Regions from separate parts of the Mus musculus genome. Here all the other regions are linked to region 2. Evidence: chromatin contacts called from public promoter capture Hi-C data. All regions are on one chromosome and are shown on one strand. Each heading gives the region's core, a stretch centred on a gene start, on an enhancer-like site or on the middle of the called end of the contact. The rest is flanking DNA. Distances are from core to core; before and after follow the strand shown.

The links. Promoter capture Hi-C pulls out the DNA fragments that hold promoters and counts their contacts. Capture Hi-C pulls out chosen DNA fragments and counts their contacts.
Region 1: a contact with region 2 is called in a promoter capture Hi-C map of hippocampal neurons, with 4 times the contacts expected there. The contact joins the promoter of Samm50 here to the promoter of Arhgap8 in region 2. A contact is called at or near these places in 9 of 39 promoter capture datasets (the 3T3-L1 cell line, 3T3-L1-derived adipocytes, the C10 cell line and 5 more), 2 of 484 Hi-C or Micro-C datasets (3T3-L1-derived adipocytes and B cells), 7 of 115 datasets of contacts at active chromatin or transcription factors (astrocytes, embryonic stem cells, extraembryonic endoderm stem cells and 3 more) and 1 of 9 other capture datasets (adipose tissue).
Region 3: a contact with region 2 is called in a promoter capture Hi-C map of adipose tissue, with 2.8 times the contacts expected there. The contact joins the promoter of Pnpla3 here to the promoter of Arhgap8 in region 2. A contact is called at or near these places in 3 of 39 promoter capture datasets (hematopoietic stem and progenitor cells, hippocampal neurons and liver), 1 of 115 datasets of contacts at active chromatin or transcription factors (extraembryonic endoderm stem cells) and 2 of 9 other capture datasets (adipose tissue and liver).

What each region holds. Positions count from the first base shown.
Region 1 is chr15:84,190,225-84,194,281 of GRCm38.p6, forward strand. It overlaps Samm50 (SAMM50 sorting and assembly machinery component), which reads left to right and starts at 2,016. Exons shown (of 15, transcript NM_178614.5): 1 at 2,016-2,160. The coding sequence starts at 2,140.
Region 2 is chr15:84,717,805-84,721,606 of GRCm38.p6, forward strand. It overlaps Arhgap8 (Rho GTPase activating protein 8), which reads left to right and starts at 2,248. Exons shown (of 12, transcript NM_001164628.1): 1 at 2,248-2,303. Gm20556 (predicted gene, 20556) reads right to left here and starts at 2,462. Exons shown (of 3, transcript NR_040347.1): 1 at 2,187-2,462; 2 at 893-1,342.
Region 3 is chr15:84,166,369-84,170,498 of GRCm38.p6, forward strand. It overlaps Pnpla3 (patatin-like phospholipase domain containing 3), which reads left to right and starts at 1,448. Exons shown (of 8, transcript NM_054088.3): 1 at 1,448-1,692. The coding sequence starts at 1,506. It overlaps Mir6392 (microRNA 6392), which reads left to right and starts at 1,902; the gene lies at 1,902-2,009.

The DNA.
Region 1 (4,057 bases), core at 766-3,265, 530 kb before region 2:
GGCTTGCTCTGTCTTCTCTCCCTCTACAACTGCTTTTTAAATAATCTAACAGGGAGAACATATGAGGGCTAAAGGTATGTTTTAAGTTTAAATTACTGTGCTTAAGAGACCTATATAAAAAAAAAGCCTCTAACCTGTAAGTCCCACTTGGCCCAGGACAGATAACTTCCTGGATTGCTGGAGGCTGTTGTCCACGTAAGATAACTTCTGCAAACAAGCTTGGTGGCCCCAACTGCACAGGATGTGATGACCACATATAGGTGAGAGGTATACTTGCCTCCAGTGGATGAAGGCAGAAAGTACATAGCCTTGTGGGCTTTGCCTTTGTAAGCAATTTGATGCCATAGTCTGGGAATTCTGGGTATGGACCTAGCTAGTGTCTATTGTCCTGGCCATTATTTATTAAAGCTCACTTCAAATTTGTCTCAAAAATTGTGACAATGGTCCTATTCCTGACCAGTGGCACTAACAGACATTGTATGTGCATGATGGGAGAATGATTCTGGGCCCTTAGGGCTTTTTTGTTTTGTTTGCTTGAGACAGGGTCTCTCTGTGTAGCCCAGGCTGTGCTGGGGCCATCTATGTAGACCAGGCTGCCCTCACCCAGCTCTGTCTTTGGGAAGGAAAGTAGCTAAGTACCCTAGATTGCGTTAGGATAGGAACATAGCAATTATTCATGAATCCCTGCATGGTGTCAGGCTCAGATTCACGGGAACATGGGCCCCATCTTTGCAGATGCTTAACGAGAAAAAGGTCAGGAGTGTCCCGGAAGGAGGGGATGGAAAAGGAAGCTAGGCTTCAGTGGTCAAGTGCAGTGGTGTCAGGTTGACTGCAGGTCAGAGGACAGGAACCCCACTCTATCTTTAGTAAACTGCAGTTCAGAGCTACCAGTGGCTTTTATTACATTATTCTTTTGAGGCACAGTAACTGTTTCTGCTACCAAAACACAAACGCACAGCTGTCTTTTTTGTTTATGTAACCGTCCTCACCTGAACACTCAAGAGAGCTCCATTCATCTTTTAAAAAATATGAATCTGGGGCTGGTGAGATGGCTGAACGGTTAAGCGTGTCAACTGCTCTTCCAAAGGTCCTGAGTTCAAATCCCAGCAACCACATGGTGGCTTACAACCATCCGTAACGAAATCTGATGCTCTCTTCTGGAGTGTCTGAAGACAGCTACAGTGTACTTACATATAATAAATAAATAAGTATTTTTTAAAAATATGAATGTGGGTGGTGGTGGTCCATGCACCTTTAATTCCAGCACTTGGAGGCCAGGGGCAGATGGAGCTCAGTGAGTTCGAGGCCAGCCTGGTCTACAGAGCAAGTTCCAGGACACTCGGGCCTACACAGGAAAAACCTTTAAATGAAATATAATGTCGCCAGGCAGTGGTGGCGCACGCCTTTAATCCTAGCACTTGGGAGACAGGCAGGCGGATTTCTGAGTTCGAGGCCAGCCTGGTCTACAGAGTGAGTTCCAGGACAGCCAGGGCTACACAGAGAAACCCTGTCTCATAAATAAGTAAATACATAAATTAAATGTCATACACATTTCTGAGGAGTCTGGGAAGGCGAAATTTATTCACTTCTGAGAGTCTGTTCGCTCCTAACACCATGTGGGTCTGCAGGATTGAACCAAGCTGTCAGGCTTGGAGGCAAGTATCTTTACATACCGAACTCTCTTTAAAGACGCCTCCACCCCATCCTCAGCCCAGACCCTTTTTACTGGACCCGTCGGTTCCCGGAGCACACACTCTGTCTTCCTTGCGCCCTTCTGCTCACACCTTAGAAGTGGAACTGAGGCTCCAAGGACTAGACCGGGGTAAGCCCCCATACAACGAGGAGCTCAGCTCCGTTGCCTTTTCACGGGACCAGCTCTGCCCATAACCGCAGCTTTCTGGGCGTCACTGAACGCTCCACGCTTGCACTGGGCTTCCTGGCGTTCTTGTGAACATCCGGGTCACTCTCTCATACGGACCAATGAGCGGAGGGTCTTGAGTCAGGGGGCGGACCCTAGGTGGTACAACATGGCGGCGCTCGGCACGCAGCTTCCGTGACCTGTAGCCGAGCCTCTTGTGTTTGTAGCTGAGTTTGGTTGGGCGCGGGCACCGCCTTGGGGCAGCAGCCGGAGAGGGAGCCATGGGGACAGTGCACGCCCGGGTGAGAGGCCCCCGCGGCGGCTGGGCGGGACACGCGCGCCTGGGGCAAGGGCGGCAGCGAGGGTGTGGGAGCTGCTTTGGGCCGGAGGCTGTCTGTCGCGGTCGGGAGGGCAGTGGTGACTTGCCCAAGGTCATTCAGCGGAATTTCCCCAGGTGACCTTACAGCACCAAGGCTTGGAAGAAGGGTTTGTCAGAAGACAAGACACAACAAGTTATTTTGCAGCCTTGTTTTACAGTTTCCAGTTACTATTATGTGCACCAGTGTGTGCGCGCGCGCGCGTGTGTGTGTGTGTGTGTGTGTGTGTGCGCGCGCACTTTGTGTGCATAGCCCGTGGAGGCCAGAAGGGGGCAATTGATCCCCTGAAACTGTAGTTCCAGAGAGTTGTGAGCCTCCTTATAGGTGTCAGGAACCACTCTGGTCCTCTGCAAGAGCAGTACCTGCTGAACCCATCGCTCCAACCCAGCACTATTGCTTAAAAAGGGGTGTGTGTGTGTGTGTGTGTGTGTGTGCATGCATGTGGAGGTCAGAAGACAACAGCTGGAGTCAGTTTTCTCCTACTTTGTGGTGTGGAAACTGGGGAATGGAACTCTGGTGATTAGGCCCTAAGGGGCGAGTGCCTGTGCCTGCCGATCTGTCCTCACTTTTGAGTTGGCTTTCATTGAGTTGGCAACCTGGAATTGGGCAGAATGAGCTCCCTCCCCATAAATGGGCAGAGCAAACTATAGAAGACCCTTGTGCTGTCTCAGCATCTCCTCCATCCCTATTTCTGACTTTGGCTTTGTAGCCCAGGCTAGCCTCATATTAGTAGTCTTGTCTAAGCTTCTGACGAGCATGTGTCAGTATCTCGGGCAAGCACTCACTGAGCTATATCCATAGATCTCTTCAACTATTTTCCTTCACTAGGCTGTCAGGGCCAGCCTGGAGCTCAGTCTGTAGTCCAGGCTGGCCTTGAATTTGGAATCCTTCATACCTTTGAGTAGCTGGGCTTATAGATCCAGTAGCTAGGCATGGCACTACACACCCTTAATCTCAGCACCCAGGAGGCAGATACAGTGAATTTGTTGTGAGTTCAAGTCCAGCCCTGTCTATGCAGTGAATTTTAGGCCAGCGAGAGCTATATAGTGAGGCCCTGTCTAAAAACAAAACAAAACAAACACTACGTAGTGAGAGAATCCCCATTGGTAAACAGGTCCTGGAGGATACTGAGCTGTGGCAGAAGTGTGAACCACAGTGACATCTGCCCTCCAGATTGTGGGGCTGGTGGCCTCTGGAGGACTTTGTGTCATGCTTTGCCATCTTAGGAGGGACCATTGGAACTTTTTAAATAATAGAATGCAGACTTTGCCCTTACAAAGCGGATTTGCCAACCGTTGGATTACACATGGATCCACATGCACATTCCTCCTCTGCCTGATGTTTTCATACTTGGCAGACGTTAATAGTGATTTAAGATTACTAACAGCAGGAACCCAATGAATAGTGACGTGAAATGATGTCTTGTCTGTCATCCTTGGTAAGTGCCCATATTAGCGTGGAACCATTGCCAGCCCGAGTACTAGGGCTCTAGGCATGCACCTGCCTTTTTCTTTTCCCCTCACTTAGTAAAAGAACAAAAGAAAATTGCATTTAATCAGTATCCCATGAATAGGAATTGAGTACCAAAAAAGGGAGAAACTGTCTGAAGTCACAAAATTCTAACATTTAAGAGGTATCCCTTTGGACCCGGACATGGTGGCTGTAATTCCAGAAAGTTGGGAGTTGGAAGCAGGAGGTTTAGGGCTTCCAGACTGTTCTTGGCTATGTAGCGACTATGAGACCATCCCTGGGTTTGTGAGAACTTGAGTCTGACCCTTCACACATGGGTATTCTCTTTATTTGTGTGTCTCTCTGTAGCACG
Region 2 (3,802 bases), core at 998-3,497:
CTTCTGGTGCGTCTGAAGACAGCAACAGTGTACTTACATATAATAAATTAATAAATAAATAAATAAATAAGTAAATAAATAAATAAATAAAAGAGAGGCCACAGGCAGGTTCAGACAGCAACAGTGTACTTACATATAATAAATAAATAAATAAATAAATAAATAAATAAATAAATAAATAAAAGAGAGGCCACAGGCAGGTTCGATCCAGGGAATGAGCAGTGTTAACCACAGACTCAAGCCCTTGCCAACTCTGCCTCATCCTATGCCTAGATCCCACCCACCATGGTGACCAGATGGCTAGTGATGTTGGCTCAGAACACACTGCTCCCAAATACGGCCCTTGGGAAAACTGATGCAGGACAGAGCTGTGAGAGTTTGAAGGCTAAGATTCAACCTCAGAGATGCTTGTGGGCATGGCTCTGGGGGTGCTTCCGGAGAGGTTTGACTGAGGAGGGGTTGACTTCCCTCAGTTTATTACAGTTAGGCTCCAACCTTTTGCCCTCCTATCATATCCCTCCATGACTAATACCCTTCCTAAAACCAAAGCATGAAAATACACAATGTGCTGGTCTCTCTGGGTCCTCCTTTCCTTGTGAAGTTTCTCCATCTCCTGTAAAACTTACACGCAATGGGACTGAAGAGATTGCACAGTGACTAAGAACATTGGCTGCTCATGCAGTTGGATCTAGATTCATCAGCCAGCCATCTTGATCCTTCCCCCTGTACGTCCAGTTCCAGGGGATCAGATGCCCTCTTCTGACCTCCAAGGGCACACTGTGTGCATTGCATGTGGTATATGCACATACATGCAGACAAAACACCCATAACCATGAAATAAAAATAAATAGAAAAACATTAAACTCTTACAGGAAGAAATCACGCATGCTACCTGCTTGTTAAGCTGTCTTCTGTCACAGGGCTTCAGCTGTGTGTTCAGCAAAGGTCAGTGGGCATGGTTTCGACTTTCACTAAGCATCCACAGTGAGCCAAGCTTCCCCCACGAGGGTAGAGATGGTAGATGCAGCAAGCCATGTTTTCTCTTTCTCCCCATCCAGTAAGGTCCATCAGATCCACTGGAGGAGCCTGCCCTCCGTGGGGCCTGTGCTGGTTGGCTGAGACCCAGTTATTTCCAGAAACTGGAGATGGTGGTTTCTGTTGATTGTCCCCTGAAGTCACAACACCCTCTAGAGGTGAGTGATGTCTCAGCTGCTCTCTTAGCTGCTCCACAAATGTTCCCTAGGGCCATGATCCCTTCAGCTGGCTTGTGGAGCTGCCTCATCTACTGGGAACACTTCGAGTGGAGTTCTGTGTGAGAATCTTCAGAAAGGGGCCTCTGAGCCTGTGTGGAGACAGATGGACCAGTGAGGAAGAGGCTAGGAGATCACCAACTTCACCCACCCCCTACCTTGTCCCTGCTTTCTGTGCCCCTGCCTTCCTTCCAACCTGGGTTCAGTCCCCTTTGGTCCCCTGGGGTCAGCATGTGGTACAGTGACATACTTTGTAGGTGCTCTTGGGGCTTGAGAGTGGACCACACATAGAATATGAGGAGGACTCGAGTTTGGACCGCACCATTGGAAGAATGAGATGAGGAGGAGTTGGGAGGCCGTAGTATGTCCCTGCATAGGCTGGGTATCCAACACAGCTAGGAGCCTGAGCTTGGGGTTAGGGTGAGAGCTGAGATCATTCAAGGCCGTTAGGTTGGTGGACAACAGGTAGAGGCAGGAGATGAGGTGTAGCCGGAAAGAGGTGCAGGCTCTGCGTGAAGTCCGGAAGCTTGGAGGCAGAAGTCCACGCTTTGGTAAAACCACCTACGTGCCCCCACCTCTGGTCTGTTCTCCCTAGGTCACCAAGGCCTCTTTGTGCTTAGAGGCAAGTCATAGGGTTGTGGGAGTGGTTTTGAACCATAGCTACGAAGGGCTGGAGACTCAGAAGGGAAGGGACAGCGACACCCCGACACCCCAAGGGCAGAGGCAGCAGACAGAGAGCCCCGTACCCGCACCGAGGTCAGGCCTGGGAGAGCAGGTCGGACGCTTGGAGACGCGGGCTGTGTTTTCCAACTCAGCACAGATCTCCTGTTTCCCCTCTCACCAGGCGCATCTCAAATGCGGGTAAAAGTGAGGGCTAGCAGCTGCTGAGGGCCAGCGTCCCGTAGCTCCCTCCCGCCTAGAGTTAGAACCACCTACCCTGGTCCCGCCCACCCTGGGGACTCCCGGCTGTGCGCTCTGACATTGGGCGGGGCCTGTTGGGGAGGGGCCTGTCCGGGGACGGGCCAGGTGTGTGGCTGGCGTTGCAGAGACCAGGTGAGGTGCTCGGTGGTCCGGTGAGTCCCCCCCTTGGGGACCTGCTCGGGTGGGAAGGCGCGGCTCCTATCCCTGGTCCTGGCCTCTTCCCGTCCCAACTTCTCCTGGGTGTCCCTCTACTCCCCACCTTGTCCCCGCTTTCTGTGCCCCCTGCTTTTCTTCCGACCCAGGTTCGGTCCCCTTTGGGCCCCCGGGGTCAGCACATGGCAGTAGCCCCTCGGCTCCCGCACCAAACCTGAGCGCATCATGGTGGCATCTTTCCCGCCTAACAGGTGGCAACACTGAGGCCAGGGCGGATGCTGAACTCGCACTTGGGGCCCGAGACTGGGGTCTGTCTGGTCACGTTGTCACACTGGGTGCAACTCCCAAGATTTATAGGCCGCGGGCCTGGGAAGTCCCCACTTAGGTAAGGCAGACTGCTGCGGGCTTCTTTCACTTTCCCAAACCTGGCAAAGGCCTCCCGAGAATTCGAGAATTCTTAAGAGGGAGGTGCAGTCAGTGTAGCTAGCTGCCGAGGCCCTGCTAGGGGAACTGCGGAGGCCACTGGGGGGAGGGGTGGCATTCCTTAGTTCTTTTGGCTGGTGTGGGGAAAGGGCCTGGCGGTCCCAGGTTCTGCTCTGGGACTAGATTCTAGTGCGCGCGCTGTCAGCCAGTCAGGGCGAACTTGGTCGAAGTGAGAACTCAGTACGCCTCGGAAAGTAAGCAATCTTCATTGGCCTCTGTTGTTTCAAGATATGTTTATGAGTTCCTTGTAGAATGCCCCGCCAAACCCTTCCCCGAGTCAGAACCGGGATGGAGGAGGGGGCAGGTAACTGGAAGTCTGAGTCCAGCTGTTCCCAGAGGTCAGGTCAGCCTCTTGTCTGTTCTCAGCTCTCGGGAGCCCAGAATAAGCTCTCCGTGGTCGAAGCCAGGGGGTGTGGGGACTTTTGTGGAGGACGCTGCAGTAGAGCTGGAAGATGGGGTGGGAGTTAAGCAGGTGGGTGTGGCCCTAGGTTGCTGGGTGGTCCAGAAGAAGTCTAAATGGGTGAGCCCCGGGTATGTACTTGAATCCGCTAACAGTAAAGTGCAACTTTGGAGAACTGTGTAAGGTTGGGGGTTTCCTGTCAATGAGGGGCATAGAGGTGGCCTCAGTTAAAGAGAACAGCAGGATGTAACTAAATTAGTAGAACCTCTGCCTAGAATACACAAAGCCCTGGGTTTGTTTCCCTGAGACACATAAACCAGGTGTGTGGTGGCCTGAGGCTGTAATCCCAGGACTTTTATCAGATTGAGGACAAAAAGCCATCTATGGCCACATAGTTGTTTGAAGCCAGCCTCAGTGTGTGAGACCTTGTCTCTAATAATAAACCAAAATATATAATAGGGTAGCCAAGAGCTGTCACCTAGAGGTGCCTGGCCGTAGACTCTCATCACACCAGAAAACCATCCCAATACCTGAGTCCCCATCATCTCACTGAGCTGGTCACATGACACAGATAAAGCTTCAGGGGAATTTTGGG
Region 3 (4,130 bases), core at 198-2,697, 550 kb before region 2:
AAACCAGAGTGCCGGAGTGGGCTGGGAAGAAGATGCTCAAGAGTCCAATACTCTCTCCTAGATTTCATGGGTACTAAACCTGAATGTGGTACACAGCTATGCATGCAGCCAAAACACCCATACACATAAGAATATTAAAAATAAATTTTAACTAAAATATTCTATTAAAGAGTAGTGTACAGGGGCTGGTGAGATGGCTCAGTGGGTAAGAGCACCGACTGCTCTTCCGAAGGTCCGAAGTTCAAATCCCAGCAACCACATGGTGGCTCACAACCACCCGTAATGAGATCTGATGCCCTCTTCTGGTGCGTCTGAAAGACAGCTACAATGTACTTATATATAATAAATAAATAAATAAATCTAAAAAAAAAAAAAAAGAAAAAAAAGAGTAGTGTACAAATTGTATTGCTATACTTGGTCAAAGATACTTTGTAGTCAGAAGAGGCACAGACAGGACCACAAACCATCTAGCTCCCAGCTTTCCTTACTCCTGCCTTCATTGGCACCGGCCAATCACATATTTTATTTATAAGTGACACTTGTACATGGAAACTTCAGGTCCTCCCTGCCTGGTGTTGTCTTCCTGTAGTCTTAGTTACTTAGGAGGCTGTGGCAAAGGGGCCAGAGGCTGAAGTCCAGGCTGAGTCACTGAAGGAGGCAGCTGGTTAAAAGAAAAAGGAACCCAGGGCAGCTCAGTGGTAGAGCCTTTGCCTAGCATGCAGGAGGGCCGAGGTTCAGTTCTTAGTACTGTAAAATTAAACAAGGCGCTGAAAGGATGGTTCAGCGGTAGAGGCCACAACTACTCTTACAGAGCACCAGAGTGGAGTCCAAGAATCCACGCGATGGCTCACAATCCTCTGCAACTCCAGTTCTAGGAGGTTTAACGTCCTCTTATGGCCTCCTTGGTCACTGCACACCCATGGTGCATAGACATACATGCAGACAAAATACTCATAAACATGGGGGCGGGGAGCCTAAGTATCTTTTTAAGAGGAAGGAAGGAAGGAAGGAAGGAAGGAAGGAAGGAAGGAAGGGAGGGAGGGAGGGAAGGAGGGAGGGAGGAAGGAAGGGAGGAAGAAAACCTCTCTCCATGAATTAAAAACGAACAGAAAGCAAAATAAATAACTGCAAAAACAGACACCCTACATGAAAATAAAGGAAAGACAGCATGTGGATGGTAGCATCTCTCGTGTAATAAAGAAAAGGAGAGAGTGCCACCGGCGTGCCATCCAGAACCTGAAAGAAAAGGGTATTCAAAGAGCCATTCTGCCCAGCAAGCATCCAAGCCTAGGATTTGGGAAAGCCCACGCGGGAGGGACATGGGGCGGGGCATGAGTCCAGTACGCCCATTGGGCCTCCCACTGGCTTATTTGCATGGTCCTAGTGGGGCGGGGCCTCAGCTGACGTCACCCGAAGACAGCTTAGGCGGCTGCGGCTCTTTAAGCTCAGAGCAGCAACACCGGGAGCAGAGCTGAACTGCAGCGCCGCCCGGAGCTTCAAGCACCATGTATGACCCAGAGCGCCGCTGGAGCCTGTCGTTTGCAGGCTGCGGCTTCCTGGGCTTCTACCACGTCGGGGCTACGCTATGTCTGAGCGAGCGCGCCCCGCACCTCCTCCGCGATGCGCGCACTTTCTTTGGCTGCTCGGCCGGTGCACTGCACGCGGTCACCTTCGTGTGCAGTCTCCCTCTCGGTGCGTCCACGGCCACTACCCAGGCCCCGCGTGCGGGGAGGGGTTGCTACACCTGGGGAATCGGTAACACTTTCCGGGGTGCCCGAAGAAACCTGTCCGGAGAGCTCTCATCCTTCCCGGTGCCGTTGAGCACTCAGCTGGAGACCCTGGGCCTGTCACCTGGCGTGGGATTTCCCGGGGCCGGCTGGAGCAGACGCGCTCCGAGCATCTTCTTCCTGACCCGCTCTGGCGCCCTGGTCCTGTCAGCTGGGTCATCCCTGAGCAGCAGGGAACGACGCAGGTTTGCCGGGTCCTCTGGTCCCTGAGCCGCAGAAGGTTTGTCCTGTGTGGCTCTGGCTAGTGTCCCATGGCTGGTGCCGCCAGGAAGGGCAGAAGGCACCCAGACTAGAACACCCTTAGTGGCAGTCCAATGCTCCGGTTGCCTTTAGAGGTGGCTGGTGGGGGCGGGGTACGTGGATTAGAGAAATATTTGGAACACTCCCTAGAAGCTGGAATGGGTTCCCAGACAGATCCAGTTCCACTCTCTCCTGTCTTCACTAGCCTAGATAAGCGGCCCTTCCCAGATCGATGTCACTGACATTCAGGGCATTTGAATCTTGGCCTAATTAAACATTTGCCCATGCACCCATGAGCGAGAGGAGGCGAGTACTCTCCTCTCCCCCACTAAACTACTAGGATGTGATGCCTTCTCTTCCCAGTGTCATAGCCGGATGCTTTTGGGGTTGTGGGCAGGGCTTGGCTAAGTGCCCACGGGGGGGGGGGCGGACTGCTGACACCCAAAGGTCCCCAGGCTGCATGACAATGTCCCACATCAACCCTCTTTGATCTGGGGCCTCTTTAACACTTTACTCTTTGCTCTCTGCTGGCCACAGCCAGCAGGGAGAGACTTTGGCAGGCAGGGGAAAGCCCCTGCTGATGAGCGGAGCTCTGCCATTGGATGGGATCGGTGAGCAGACCCTGAGCCGATGAGAATCAGGGATTAGAAGACAAGCAAATCTGGCTGTGTGCCTGCTTGTCTGGGTTTCCCAGTGAGGAGGGAGCCAGGAGTAAAGGGCAGTGAGAGTGGCCTCTGGAAAGACTAGATTAGTCCAGTGGCCATTGCACACCCTGGGCTTCGGCACTAAAGGCAGTTAGTTCTTAAATGGAGGGCTCTGAGCCCAATAGCGATGGATGATTATTGGGACATGGTTTAAATGCATTGACTCCAGGAATCTTAAGTACACCCACTTTCATATAGAGCAATGGTTCTCTCAACCTGTGGGTCACAGCCTCTCTGGGGGTCTAATGACCCTTTCACAGGAGTCATCAAAGACCATTGGGAAACAGATACTTATGATTCATAACAGCAAAATTACATTATGAAGTATCATCGAAAATAATTGTATATTTGGGGGGGCAACCACAACATGAGGGACTGTATTAAAGAGTTCCAGCACTGGGAAGATTGAGAACCAATGATAAAGTGGGGTGTTTGTAACTGCTCAGAAGACAGGGACAGCCTGGGGCTATCCTGTCAGGTCACAGAGAGGGCACAAAATTACAGATTATCTCTGGTGGGAGCTGCTAAGGTGCATTGCCCAGGGCTTGGAACGGGCACAGGTGTTTGGGGCATCTGAGCATTTGGCTGGACTTGACAGAGGAGGTAGGTGCAATTGGCTACCAGTGTGTGAGTTCACCCTCAAGCCAGGCTCAGCAGGCTGGCTTGGGGTAGGGTTTGCTGGGAGTGAGAGTTAGAGTTGGATCAGAAAAGGCTGGGATATGCCTGGCCTCATGGAACCAGGATTCATGTTGTCATAAGTGCTAGGGCAGAGTGGATTAGTCAAAGAGGGCTGGTCTGGAGAGTGAGGGCAGATGGACTGTGAATACTACTGTGTACCTACTGTGCGATCTGGGAAGTCTTGGCTTAGAGGTTTACACGGAGCCTAGCCGCTTACACAGTCTTTTCTGGACTGAGCATTTTATAGACCTTATTTTACACAATCCTTTCTGCCTCCAGAAGTGAATCCATTTTTACTCTCCTTGAAAAAAGGCAGTCGCTGGGCGTGGTGGCGCACACCTTTAATCCCAGCACTCGGGAGGCAGAGGCAGGCGGATTTCTGAGTTCAAGGCCAGCCTGGTCTACAAAGTGAGTTCCAGGACAGCCAGGGCTACACAGAGAAACCCTGTCTCAAAACCCAAAAAAAAAAAAAAAAAAAAAAGAAAGAAAGAAAAAGAAAAAAGGCAGTCTAGCAGCTGGAGAGATGTCTCAGTGGTTAAGATCGCTTACTGCTCTTACAGAGAACCAGCTTGGCAACTTACTGACCACCTATAATTCTAGATCCTGGGAATGTGATGCTGTCTTCTGGCCTCTGCAGGGTTTTGCACACATGTGGTGCCCATAAGCTCCTACACACATATGCATATATATATAATCGTTTGTTTGTTTGTTTGTTTGTTTT